Linked DNA regions of Mus musculus: region 1 is linked to region 2. Evidence: chromatin contacts called from public ChIA-PET data. All regions are on one chromosome and are shown on one strand. Each heading gives the region's core, a stretch centred on a gene start, on an enhancer-like site or on the middle of the called end of the contact. The rest is flanking DNA. Distances are from core to core; before and after follow the strand shown.

Region 1 (6,502 bases), core at 1,177-3,676, 460 kb after region 2:
CTGTGAGATCGCTCGCAGTCAAAGCTTAGTCCAAAGCTGCAGGCTGCAGCAAGCTCACCTTTTCCTGATAGTGTGAAAAGCACCCTCTCAATCATTGTAATACTCATGCCAGGGTTTTGGGCAAATGACTTGTGTGCTGCAGACACAAGATAATCTTGTCGAACATCACTGTTTGTTTTGCTGGCTCTTTGGGCTTTGGTTTGTCTGAATTGGAGATGTTTTCTGTTCAGGTAAGAACAGTGTAGCACATGAAACATGAAATAAAACATGGCAGCTTGAGCTTTTATTTAATAAAAACATGTATATCTTTACTTTCTGCCATTAGTTGCTTGAACAGAGATCTTCTGATATGGGAAGCAAGTAAAATGGCATATTATTTAAAATGCTTTTCTGTCCATGAAAGGTTCTGAAAATTGTTGCTCTCTCTCCTTTTTTATCGGCATGGTGATTTTCCTTGCTAATACCCCCTCATTATTTTTATTTAAAAGCTTGTAAGTGCTCAGTTACGTGCAAAGTAGGGTAATCCTTGATGGCCTCAAGGTCTTCCCTTAAACATGTTGCAATTGTAGACAAAAACAGTAAAATAACAGTATAGGAAACACATCAATAGAAGGACATATGCTAAATACATATAACCGAAAAGGTCAAAGAAAATTACTGAATTTGTTGCCAGTTTCATGGGGATTTTTATAGACACTGAAATATGAAGGGGTCTGCTTTTTGTTTTCGGAGAAAAGTTGGTGTGTCAAGGGTTGCTCCAATTAGGAATGAAAACCACTTGAAGAGGGTGATATTTGAGGTCCATTATCAAAGTAAATGGTAATGGCATGTGCAGTCAGTCTGCCCTGTGGTTATTCTGGGAGTAGGCAGTTCTTGGGAGGAATATGTTTGTGAACCTTCAGCTTTGAAAGGTGGCCTCAGAAAGTATCACCGTGATGGAAATAGACCTCTTTCTCAACATGGCGAATGTGCCTGCACACTCAAGCCAGTGAGTCACCATGAGGATAGGAAGGCTCAGATGAGTTTCAAGTTAAGGGGATAATGGTTTTGCAACCTGGAAAAATGTACCTCCTGTGCTATGACTCAGGAACAGCAGCAGAATGGAAGAGGTAGCAGGAATGTGGAGTCATATAACAGTGTAAATGTGTGTAAATGGATGCAAATGGCTTGGTATCTTTCCTTTGGAGCCAGCCAGATAGCTGTCCTACTTTGTTCCTCCGGGACCCTGGAGGAACACAATGAAAATAATATCTTTCCCTTAAGATATACCAGTGACTGACTGAGTCTCCATGTCCCTAAGTCCACCATCTAGATAACATACACACAGACAGTGACTCTGTGTCTAGTTATGCTGACACCTGTTGACTCATAGGCTATACAAAAGTTTGGATACAATGCATAGACTTTGGGTCAGCTTGATCTCTCTGACTTTTTTATTTACAAGTTCTTTATGATAAAATTTTAATAAATATTAAAACATTAACCTAAGAGAAAATAGTGAACTTTCTTACAAGACTTTATTAAAATGATAAGTAGAAAATACCAGGATGGGCTGGTGAGATGGCTCAGTGGGTAAGAGCACCCGACTGCTCTTCCAAAGGTCCAGAGTTCAAATCCCAGCAACCACATGGTGGCTCACAACCATCCGTAACGAGATCTGACTCCCTCTTCTGGAGTGTCTGAAGATGGCTGCAGTGTACTTAAATATAATCAATAAATAAATCTTTAAAAAAAATACCAGGATGTATTTTTTATATTTCAATACAAATGGCACATAGCTTTCTTAACTTCTAGTTATAACTCACCAAGATCCATTCAACCTAATAAAATGTCTAACTAGTAGCTTCTAAAACTGAACCCTTAGTTTTTGATAAAATGATAGATAATTATTGCCTTTCATATTTACATCAGATGCTCTCTGACTAACAAAAGAGTGAGTGGTATTTAGCCAGGCAAGATCTTCTGTCAATGAAGGGTAGCATCCAGAGCTAACCACAACAGGTGTGGTTTGTTTGTTTTTTTTTTTAATTGTTTATTTCTTGCACTGACAAGATGGTTTCTTGCTACAAGGTCTGATCACCTGAGTTGAATCCCTGGGAACGGCAAGATAGGAGAGAGTAAGAACTGATTGCCACAAGTTGTCCTTGACCTCCATCCATACCTTGGCATGAGCACACACATCCCAATACATACTATATGTTATGCAAATTAAAAACAAGTATTCTTCCTTCAGAGTGAAGTGCTTCTTGGAAATCATTAAATTATTGAAGTAACCTGTAAGACAGATTTGAACTTCCACCTCTTGATGTAGTTATTGAATATTAAGTCAAAGGTCCCTTTTGTCTCTGAAGTATTTACTTAAGTGGTATGTATAGAGATGGTGTTCACTGAGACTGGAAGCAGAGCAGGATGAGGATGGGAACATGCAGGGCCCACTTCCTCTGCCTATAGAGACGTCCTGGTCTTTGCAGAGGTTGGTGAGATTGATGTCTGTCTCCAAGAATTTAGTGTTTGCAAGAAAATACAGTTATTTCTATCCTAACCATATTAAAACACCATCAAGTCATCATTTTGAAACATCTTTACTTTTGTCACCTTTAGTTGCAAGGTGTGTCTTCTAGGATTCAACTAGAGTGACTATAACACTATTGTTTGTTTATGAATTTCATAGCCTGTGTTCTGGGCTGTGTAGAGACCCCTCTGCTACTACAACAAAGCTTCAGGTTACCATTAACTGACATTTGGATCCTGAAGTATCTCTTAACAAACAGAGCTTTAAAAATCAATACTGAAAACTTCTTCAAAGACAAACTAAAAGTATAAGCTTTTGAAAACTCCCAAGGGAAGGTTTTCCGTGATCTCTGAATACAGTTGAAACTTTAAATATGAGCACACACATACATGCACACACACACACACACACACACACACACACACACACACACACACACACATACAAAACACCTCTGACATTTTTTTCTATTATAACGGGTGTTCAGCCACACTGACCCAAAAGTGAAATCATTATAGAAAGTTCTCCAAAATCCAAAGCTTTTTTGAGGATTACATGAGGGATACGACTGGTAAAGTCTGCAACTGTTCCAAAATTTGAGGGGAAAAAATAATCTGAAAAAATGTTTTAGTCCCAAGAAGTTCAGACAGGGACACTCAGCTCTCGGAGAGAAGAATACAAAATGAAAATGAAACTTTGTGGTGAGAAGAAATGAAAATGGAAAAAGAAAAAAGACAAAAAGCCACATAGGCATCGACTGCCTCACGTACCAGAGGGCTCCTGCTCCCTCTGCCGAATGTGCTGGAACATTACACTGTTTTGTGTTTTTTTTTTTTTTTTGGGGGGGGGGGAACATTTTCCGTGAAGTTTATAATAATTAAAGTGGCTTGGATCCGAGTTTTTCTAGTGTCTTGCAAACTAGCTGTCTTTCTACCTGTTGGCCAAGTTGCATTTTAACATTTTTTTTTTTGGACTGTTGTCTTGGGCAGTAGCAAAGGTTAAATTAAAACCCACACAGGAAGTAGAGTACTTTTCAATTTTATTTTATATATTTTCCCAAATGATCAAGTAAAATGCTCAAATCCACCACGGTATCCCGCTAAGTGTTTTATTCGTTGCAGTTAGGTATTACACTTAGGTATCATGAGTTACAAAAACAATCCATCTCAAAGATTTATTTCTGTCATGATCGGCTTCTAATTGTGGACACGTTTCGTTCTTAATTGTTGCAGTGGGAGGAACTCTAGCACTACAGTTATAAGTTGACAAGATAGTTAAATTTCTCTCATGTATGGCTTTTTTAAAACTATGGGTATTAGCCATAGACCAGTTTGAACCTTTAAAGAACCTCTTGTTTCCAGTTGATTTCAGTGTATCCTTATCACTTTTGCTGATTTCCAGTACATGGGAGGGAGCAATTAACATTTTAATAGCTTGGACTTGAATAATTGTACACATCTTATGTTAAAGCTTTATTTATAAAACCCTTTCATTTTCGTAATTTTCATTTTTTTCTTAGTTCACCCTTAAAAACCACAGGTATGAATATCTTATCTTAACATTTCAAGGCCTTCCATTTCTATTGGATGTAAGAACAGTTTACAGTTGAAAACTTCCAGTGACAAAGCAGTTTCTTCATTGTTCTATGTCACATCAGACCTTCCTGCTCTGGTATTTATGATGCTTAAACCAGATTGGATTTTCTTTTCCCTCTTGGTAGGTGTACTGGTCCATTAGCAAATTGTCTCTCAGAGAAAACTAGAGACACGGTAGAAGATGATGACGATGAATACAAGATTCCTTCATCCCATCCTGTGTCCCTGAATTCACAACCATCTCATTGCCATAATGTCAAAGCTCCTGTTCGGTAAGAAGATGAGCATCTCTGTATCATCCTGCATCGGCATAAGCATCGTCATGCTGTCAAACGTGGGGGTTGTTTCTATGCGGTTCAATAGTATGTGATTGGTTAAAAATCCTGTTCCTTGCCTAGCCTGTAGTTCCTATATATTTCCTTCATTGCTTCCACATAAAAGATTTTGTTGCCTTCTTCCCCACCCCCACAAAAGGCCAAATTACAATCTAATAAAAAGGAGCTATACGTTACATATAATGATGATTAATTCATGCATTTCCCCTAAGATATTTTAATGAATTTCAAAAGGTCCAAGCATATATATCATGAAGAAATATTAGTGCTTAGAAACTAATATTAAGGTACTAGGTCAACCTGCTTAAGAATTTTTCTTCATAATGTGAAGGCTAGAATAATTTATATTCATTTTCCTTCTTGATATGTAATATACTTCTACTGAAATCATAATACAATGGGGGGGAAGCCTTAACGTTACTTCTGTTAACTTCTTTTTTGAGCAAATACCTTCTCTTGCATGAGCTAAGAATACAAAGATCACTGGGTTTTGTTGTTTTATTTTGCTGTGTTTTCTTTTTCTTTTTCCCCTCATTATAATAGGAGCATTATTGGTCTTCAAAGTGCCAGTCACATTGACTTTTATAAGAATTATTGATAATGGCTTACATGTTTTGAAATATGTTTGTCTCTAAGCAAAATCATGGCTTTGCATGCATGAAACTTAATACAGTTACAGTAACATTTATATAATTTGCATCTTACTGACATGTCAATCTATTAGCTTTATTTTCTGAACTTATTTTCTGGCCTGCATTCTTCTTGCATAGTATTCCTGGAGCTGTGCTTGGCTCCAAGTTGCTCAGCTCTGTTCAGACACTGTTAGTGGCTGAGCTGCCTGGGGCCTCCTGATGACTGACAGATAGGAGACTGCAAGGCCATCAGTCATCCACGCCATCTTTACTCAGTGTGCTGCTTCCACTTGAGGCCAGCTCAGTCGACTTAAAGTATTTTATGAGTAGAGTTTCCATCTTTGGAGTTGAAAACGCTTCCCAGGTGTCTCACAGAGGTAGAGAAAGAAATTCTTGGAAACCAAGAGTTGTGCCTCCAAAGGGATGCTGGTGGGCGGAGTTACTACCCAGGCTAAGTGATGCACTGCAGCCCACGCTTTCCCTGATTACAGCAAGAACCAGCTATCTCTTGTTAATCGTGCTGATGAGTGCTCCTGCAAAGACGATAACGGAGAGTGTTACCCTGGGAGAGCCACGTGCCCGCTGAGCTAGCTGAGGGAAAGTCACGCTTGCTCATCAAGTATAAACTGTGAACAAATCCCAGTTTCTTTGGCTCTTACTAATTTAGTATAGTAATTTTTAAATGCTAAAATTGAACGAGATTTTTTTGGGTTCTTTGGGATTCTCATTCTTCTCATGGCTGGAAGACTGAAGGATATGATTTTAATTCATCAAATTTTAATTGTCATGTCACAGTAGATGATATTTAAGTGGCTAACCTCTTGGATACTGAAAGTCAATTTGAATTATAACCATCATAACCAAGTCCCCACAGTTATAGAGAAATAATAAATGTTGCTAATTCCTAAGCTTAATTGTAATGAATACTTGATCTAATTTGTTCTTGAAAACCAGTGAGTGGAGTGGCACGTTGTGTCATCTGCAAAGTCCCCCCACCCCCCCTTAGAACTTCCTTTTCCTGGATGTCACTCACTCCCCCTTTGGAACAGCAAGAAAAATAAATTGTCAGTATGTGGGAAGTGAAACAGTAAATGAATCATTCAATTCATATCATCATTATGAAGACTCAATACGTAACTGTTCTTAAATGAACCATATCGTGCCCGTTAAAAAGAAATGGCCACCAGAGAGAATAGAAATGAATTTCAGATGAATCACTCTCTCAATATCTACTGAAATATCGACTATCTCCTCCATTATGAATGTAGTTTCACTTTGCTCTAAGAAATCAGACTAATTCAAAAGGAAAGTATAAAACTTCACTCTCTCTCTGAGGCTCTTTGTTAGCCAGCCGTTACTAAGCTAGGAGCTTAAGGGCAAGTGTGTTCTGTGCCGCCTCCCATGCCTCAGTTTCATCCAGTCTTGATG
Region 2 (7,125 bases), core at 502-3,001:
ATACAATTAGATAGCAAATTACATTATACATGTAGGCCATCCTCTATTTATAAGCAGACGATAGTGTTTACAAATAATGCAACCATCTTTTCAGTGCCAGTGTGAGTTCATGGCCTCAGATGTTAAGCAGTACCTTTCAGCTATTAAATAGCCAGTCCCTATGACAGTTTACATACTTCTTTTTTGTTGCGTACTTGACAGTTTGTCTGTAGGATGAATTCAAAGAAAAGGTGTTACCAGGCCAACATAAGTGTATATTTTAGTTCCTGATTAAAACATTTAAGCAGAGATTAATCATGAGGGTTAGTGAAATATTGAAATTCTTTTCTTTTAGAGTATAGATCTGCTTTGATATTAGTATGAGATCACAAAATATAATGTGCCATTTTTATTTAATAGCAATCATTTTCTGGGTTACATTCACTCTGAAATTTTAAGACAAAGAAAAAAAATCAAAGACACACCATTCACATACACATACACACACACAAACACACACACACACACACAGAGAGAGACAGAGACAGACAGAGACAGACAGAGAGACAGAGACAGACAGATAGACAGAGTCAGGCACAGACACACAGACACAGAGAGAGGCAGTAATAGATAGATACACAGAGAGGGGGGTGATGTGCACACTGTTGCTCTCTCCCAGCTATATCTACACATACACTTCAAAGGCAGCATGGCTTGGCTGTCTCTGAAACGTAGATCAAGCATCTTCTGCTAATAAAAGTGACAACAAATGGAGACCACATCCTCATCTCAATCAATTCTCTGCCTAGACAGAGCCAAGGGGAGAAGAAGCAAGACCATGTCTCCAAGCCCGCAGAGGCAGGAAGTGCTCTGGACTGAGTTCCAGCTGCAGGGCAGATGGGGAAAGCCTCAAATATTTCAAAAAACATCTGTGAAGGGGAAGAATTCTGTGTCTCAAGATGTGCTTGCTACTCCAAAGACTTACCCAGGCTTTGTTGTTAGTGATTGATTCCTGCCCATACCAGTTTGGTTTTTTATTTTTTCTATATTTTACTGAGTGAACTAGGAGACAGACCATGGTATAAGGATGCTAATTTCCTAGAGAACTCTGTAGATGCTGTGCCATCAGAGCTAGCTTTAAGTTATCCCAAGAAGACATCATTGGCAGGCCACTGTGCTTTAAAAGGCTTCCTTTTTCCCTCTAGACACTTACTTCATTAATGTCTGTGCTTGAAAATGTATACGGTATTTTAATGGCATAAATTTATTATAAAATTTAACCTTTGTTCTTGGAGAAAGCCCTATTATTAAAGAATATTGACATCCAACAGGCAAATATAAACAGAGATTAATGGATTCAGTCGTTTAAAAATCTATACAATGGGGTAACAGGCCAATAAATTTATTCCCATTAAGGATTTTATGTTCAGTAATACCAGGTGCCAGTATTTTGTGATCTGAATGGAACATAATTTATGAGTGGTGAAATCTAGACTCTTCACAGTTGTGGGAAATCTGCAGTTCTCAAAGCACATTCACATACTCTAACTCAAGCAATTTAGTCCCAGCAGTAACCTTGTACATTTTGCAGAATACGTGGTAAATTTGATTCACCCAAGGTTGTATCGAGTCCCCTTGTAAAAGGTCAGAGCATAAGTGAATTCAATAAGCAATTGTGAGAGTGGAAAAATGAGAGACTATGTGTAGCAGTGAAGATCAAAGCAATGACAGGCCAAGACCCACACTGCAGTAGAGCTCAAGGGCAGGGCTGTTTATACAATCTTTCCTCTTGTTTCCTGCCTTCAAAGAGAATGTGTGTTATTTTTTCAAGGTATTTCTCCTGCCCACCTTGTTGTCAGTAAGGGGCATTACAGCTTTGGAGACCCATTGTTCATAAGAAGAGCATTCCCATCACACTGAATTGCCACCTCTTAAAGCCATTAGCTGTACTGGACTGGCTTTACTAAAGCGATATTAATTTTATTTTGACAAGGTTAAAATACATATGAAAAGCTACAGTTCCAGTACAGCGAAAAACTAAGAGAGTGAAAGAATAATCTGAACTCAGATGATACTATGTCTTCTGGTCAAATGCAACTGCCAACTGTACACAGTTTAGAACTGAAGAGAAACTCAGTTGAATGATTGTATACATCAGATAATCCTATGGGAAGTGTGTGTGTGTGTGTGTGTGTGTGTGTGTGTGAACAGTTAATTGATGAAGGAAGACCAGGCCCACTGTGGGTGTCACCATTCCACAGGCGGGTGGTTCTGGGTTGTATAAGAAAGTGGCTGATCTATTCCTGCCACTGAGAAGGCAACACCATTCACAGTTTCTACTATGCTTCTTTGGATGTTGATTTTTCTTGCCTAGAGGTAATATTCTTTAGAACAGCAAACAGACCTTTCCTCGGGTCTTATTTCCTGCCTTGACTTCTCCCCGTGATTGACTGGAACTTTGATTTATAATCTGAATGAACTGTTTTCTTCGTAAATTGCTTTGTTAGTTACTTTACTGTGCTGAGACTAAACACTATAACCAAAGTAGCTCATGCGACAGGCAGTATCGGCTGGTAATGAGCTGACATAGAGGTCAGGAAGCATGGAGATCCCATTTCCTTCACACAGGCAGGAAGCAGGGAGAGAGAACAGGAAGTAGGGCTGGGCTATAAAACCTCACCGCCCACCCCAGTGATGCACTTGCTTCAGGAAGGCTCTATCAATTAAAGTTTGTATATTCCTAAACAGTACCACAAAGTGAGGACCTAGTATCTGATAGTGCACAAGCCTAAGAGAGGTATTTCTCATGCAAACGACTACAGTGGCTTTGGTTAGGATATTTTATCATAGAAACAGCAAGGGGATTAGAGCAATATGTTATTAGAGCAAAACTGACCGTGTAATCAGTAAAATTAGTAATTATTGTATTATAATAATATGAAAAAAGACAAACTCACATCAGGGCCCCCACAAACTCTGAGAAATATTCTCTAGAACTTGAGAATTTGACCCCAAAATGAATTATAGAATATTCAACTAAATAGAAGACTACTATTCTCCAAAAGTATACAGATCATAAAAAACTAGTGTTACAGAAATAAGATTAATAGCTATGATTAAATTCCATTTAGGATCCTAAATTTTGTATTTCTACAAAAACAACAAGCAAACATTAGAAGAGGGACTTGTAAGATTCCAAATACAGGGCTTAGTTAACAGGTGTTTACTAATACTAATTCTTCGTAAGTACTCATATTAAGTGTTATATAGATGCAAATTCGGAGGGATTCTGGGAGAAGGCTATTCAATAACTATTTACTGAGAGATCTCTCAGTAAAAATATATTTCCAAGTAAAAGAGAATCAAAAAATTGATGTTATCGAGTATAGCATATACAAAAATACCAATGGGATTCTATGATTATGTTTCCTTTCTCTTCATCCTCTACACACAGTTTGTCTCTAGTTTATCCAATGCTAAATTCAGTCTACTATGCTTCAGTTCCATGCATCCCCATCCTGGGTCATTTTCTGCAGAGTTAGCTACCTGGACTTCTCTACCCTGTGGCTTCTGTAAGCACAACTGCAGTAAGAGAGCAAAGACTGGGGTGTTAGTAAAGTTGTTCCACTACATCTTTTCATTGTAGCCTGAGAGCTGTAAAGGTCTAATTTGTTCCATGACTCCTCTGACAGGTATTATAGAACACCCCAATTCCAAAGCTGTAGTTACAGCAGCATGTTGTGTGCTCTTCTACCACCACCCACACACTGTCAGGCCTAGGTGTGAAAACTGCCATTGGAGCTTCCTTAATGCTGGTCAGCCTTTGCTGAATTCCCAGCTACTGTGATGCATGAACCGTCTCATTCTTGCCTACATCACAAATTAGACATAGCCTATGTGTTACAAAACAACCCATACAACTACAAACATCATGCCTTTTGTAGCTAGAAAGGCAAGAGTACTTAGCATCTACTGAAAAGAAGAAACCACGTCTGACTATGTCACCCATTGGCTTCACTGTAGTGTTTATCTGACCCATGGTGAGTATTCAGTATACTCAGCTCCAGTACTCATGGAAGGTGGAGGTATTAGAAGAGTGGGGCCATCTCCTTCCTGTGTTCTCTTAATTTCAGTGTCACCCTGTGCTGATTCGTACCCTAGTCAAGAAAGCCCTTTCCTAATCTAGGAACCTTGGCTTTAGACTACCAAAGACTCCATAACCTGACAAAAGAGATCTCTATTATTTATAAACTGTCCAGTCTGTCAATCTATTATGACATCATATAATAGATCTAAAAGATGTATTCTCTTTGTATGTAGAGAACTACATTTACACACCATGTATACACACATAGAGCTCTTTTAGTAGGATAAACTCAGAAATATCCTTGATTTTGTTCAATTTTATGTTTAGTGGCCAGAAAAGCAGCTCATGTATAGAATACAATACTATTTTTGATAAAATGTTTTAATTAAAAATATAAACTGGATATGACCTGGGCAAATTCTTTATTAATATCCTCTGGGATTTGAGAAGACTTTTTCATTTGAAGGATGCAGAGAGCTTATGACAAAAAACGACTCCATTGTCTAGCTAGCTAAGAAGCTGCACAGAAAAGAGTAATAAACTCCTAACTCATCAGGCATTCCTCTGACATTCCTCTCAGGAAGAACCCTGTACAGAAAATTCCTCAGACGGTCAGAGACCAGCTTTCTGGATACAGTAAATAAAATTTTATTGCTAAGTAAGCTAAAATGTGAGCCGGAATGTTTAATGATACCCTGGCTACTGTGGCAGCCAGCAAGGGATGCTCACTCACCATCCTTCATACACTGCTGACATGTCAGCTCTAACACTTCACCCTTGACCGAGGAGCTATTAAAACAATTATTAGGTCATTAAGAAGGACTTTCAGGAGTGCTGTTGAAGCCACACACTAGGAGAAAACTTGCCATGTAGGCATATTAGCCCACAGTTTGACCTGTATCTGGACATGTGCCAATCTTAAGTCTTGGTTTTTAATCTTTTTTATTACTGGGATTGATGAAGACATTCCAGGAGACAGATAAAAAATATATTTGAGGTCCATCAATACTCCATCCATTGATGTCTGGACTGGAGGAAAACCAATTTTAGAATGTCTTTGATTATAAATACCCATCGTATTCCTCTTCAGAGAGTAAAAAGGGAAAGGACAAATTTGAAAAGTAAAGGTTCCCTCTTGTATTTTGGGGGTCATGAAAGAACATGGCTCAGCAAAAATTTCTTCTGTGTATTTTCAAACTCATTTATACCAGTAACAGCTTCTTGGATCTTAGACACAGTTTCTCCAGATGTTCTTGGCTTTCTGGGGCTGAGCTAACTACTCTGCTCATTCTTCTTGAGTTTGGAGACTTCTTCCTTCTTACATCTCATCTCCGAATGCTCACTTTCTTCGTGTAGCCTACTGCTCTCTTATAACTTCTTTCTCTATAATACTACACCTGCTTGCCAATCATTTCTCTTCCCCAGAGACAGTTTTATCCCATCTCATAAAAGGAGGCACAGAGAAGAACATATCCTACTCAAACTAATTTACATGGATTATAAATTAGTATTAGGCCCAACTAATGAAATACTCATTAGCATTTTCAAAAGGAGCTAATGCAAATTAACTAAATGTTTCACAACCTCCTAGCTCTAAGAAAAACAGTTCTGGGTTGGTGTTTGTTTTCTTGTTTCTTTGTTTCTTTCTTTTTTTCCTTCCTTCCTTTGTCTTTCTGTCATTCTTTCTTCAAAACAGAAATTAAATACATACAATGAAATAGAGACCACTCTTACCCTCTTGCTCTTACTCTCTTACTCTTGCCTCTCACCATCCTGCTCCCCCTCTCCCCCACTCCTTCTCACTTACCCCCCACTCCATTTCTCCATGTGGCCATGGCCAGGCTCTGCTTCTCTATTCTTCTTCCTCTCTCTGTCTTTCTACAATAAACACCTTAAAACCAAAAGAAAAAGAAGAAAAAGAAAAAAGAAAAACAATAGAGACTAATTTAAAAGGTCTTAATTCTCTATTAATGTTTAAATCCAAAAGCCAAGTAAAAACATTATTACCGGGTTATTTCTTATTTTATCTCCAGCAACCACCTGCCCAAATGGTAGTGTTTCTAGTAGCATGAACATGGAGGCACACAACCAAATACACGAGCTAAAGTGAATGAAGTGTTACTGAGACCCCAGCATCTGGACCCACAGGCTATTGTAAGTGAGGCTCTGGGGAGGCACTTCGTGCCTTTTACATTTTTCACAGAACACATTCTCACCACTTCATTATTCACTTGAAACACTAAAGAGTAATGTTTCTTTGTTTATTTAAGTATTGAAAATAATAATGAACATAAGAAAGAACAAAAGTATATCATCAAGGAAAATGTTTGCAACTGGAGATAATGCTAAGGCTATTAGGCCAGCCTTCAAAAGAAAAAATATCCATATTTTCTCTCAGTCATGGTTCCTAGAGTTTGCATGGATATAGAAAACCCTGTATCTACATATGGCATGAAAGGTAAAGTAAAAGTATTTGAGTGAATACTTGGAGAAAACAAGAATAATAAAAAAGAGGCCAAGAAAGGAGAGGAAGGATTATGCTCAGTGTATAACCTCTGCTTACATGAAAATATCCTCATGTAGCACGGCTGAGTACAATGAATATACACCATGACAGTAAGATACAGGTGAAGGGTTTCCTTTAGGCATTTTAAAAGAGGAACACAGAGTCTGCTATGCCATTATGTCTCCCAATAATATCAGAAACTACACCCATAAACTCTCACCAATGTGATTACCTAAATATGAACTGAGAAAGGACAATAGGAATAAATATTTCAAAGGGTCTGAGGAAAGCCCAAGAGGCCTCAACCCTACACAAAGAACTATAAGCATGTAAGGGATGCAGAGAACAGGAGAAATAGCATTCCTCAGGGATGAACACACTGATTGGTTATCCAATACCAAATGTTTAGCCCTGAAAACATTCATACAAGTAATATACAAGTCACTAGCTGAGTAGGGTTTGTTCATGTGTGTGTGTGTTTAATTATTAAACAATTATAAGTAAAACTGAGGTCATGAATTTGAAAGCGATCAAGGAGGAATATATAGGAGGG

Evidence for each region. ChIA-PET counts read pairs in DNA pulled down with a chosen protein or histone mark.
Region 1: a contact with region 2 is called in an RNA polymerase II ChIA-PET map of memory CD8 T cells, with 18 read pairs. The contact joins two enhancer-like sites. A contact is called at or near these places in 2 of 15 datasets of contacts at CTCF or cohesin (large pre-B cells and pro-B cells), 2 of 484 Hi-C or Micro-C datasets (CD4 T cells and CD8 T cells) and 6 of 115 datasets of contacts at active chromatin or transcription factors (CD8 T cells, effector CD8 T cells, fibro-adipogenic progenitors and 3 more).

Annotation. Positions count from the first base shown.
Region 1 is chr16:52,178,980-52,185,481 of GRCm38.p6, forward strand. It overlaps Cblb (Casitas B-lineage lymphoma b), which reads left to right. Exons shown (of 18, transcript NM_001033238.1): 14 at 4,233-4,379. Among named protein-coding and RNA genes, the nearest start is that of Gm23513, 77 kb to the left of the region's middle. Within about 2 kb of position 2,427, at least 68 of the 459 cell types and tissues checked have an H3K27ac peak or open chromatin away from gene starts, as enhancers often do. A contact at or near this core is called in CD8 T cells, effector CD8 T cells, memory CD8 T cells and 1 more, where this site is marked.
Region 2 is chr16:51,718,135-51,725,259 of GRCm38.p6, forward strand. No RefSeq gene overlaps it. Among named protein-coding and RNA genes, the nearest start is that of Gm29686, 270 kb to the right of the region's middle. Within about 2 kb of position 1,752, at least 21 of the 459 cell types and tissues checked have an H3K27ac peak or open chromatin away from gene starts, as enhancers often do. A contact at or near this core is called in CD8 T cells, effector CD8 T cells, memory CD8 T cells and 1 more, where this site is marked.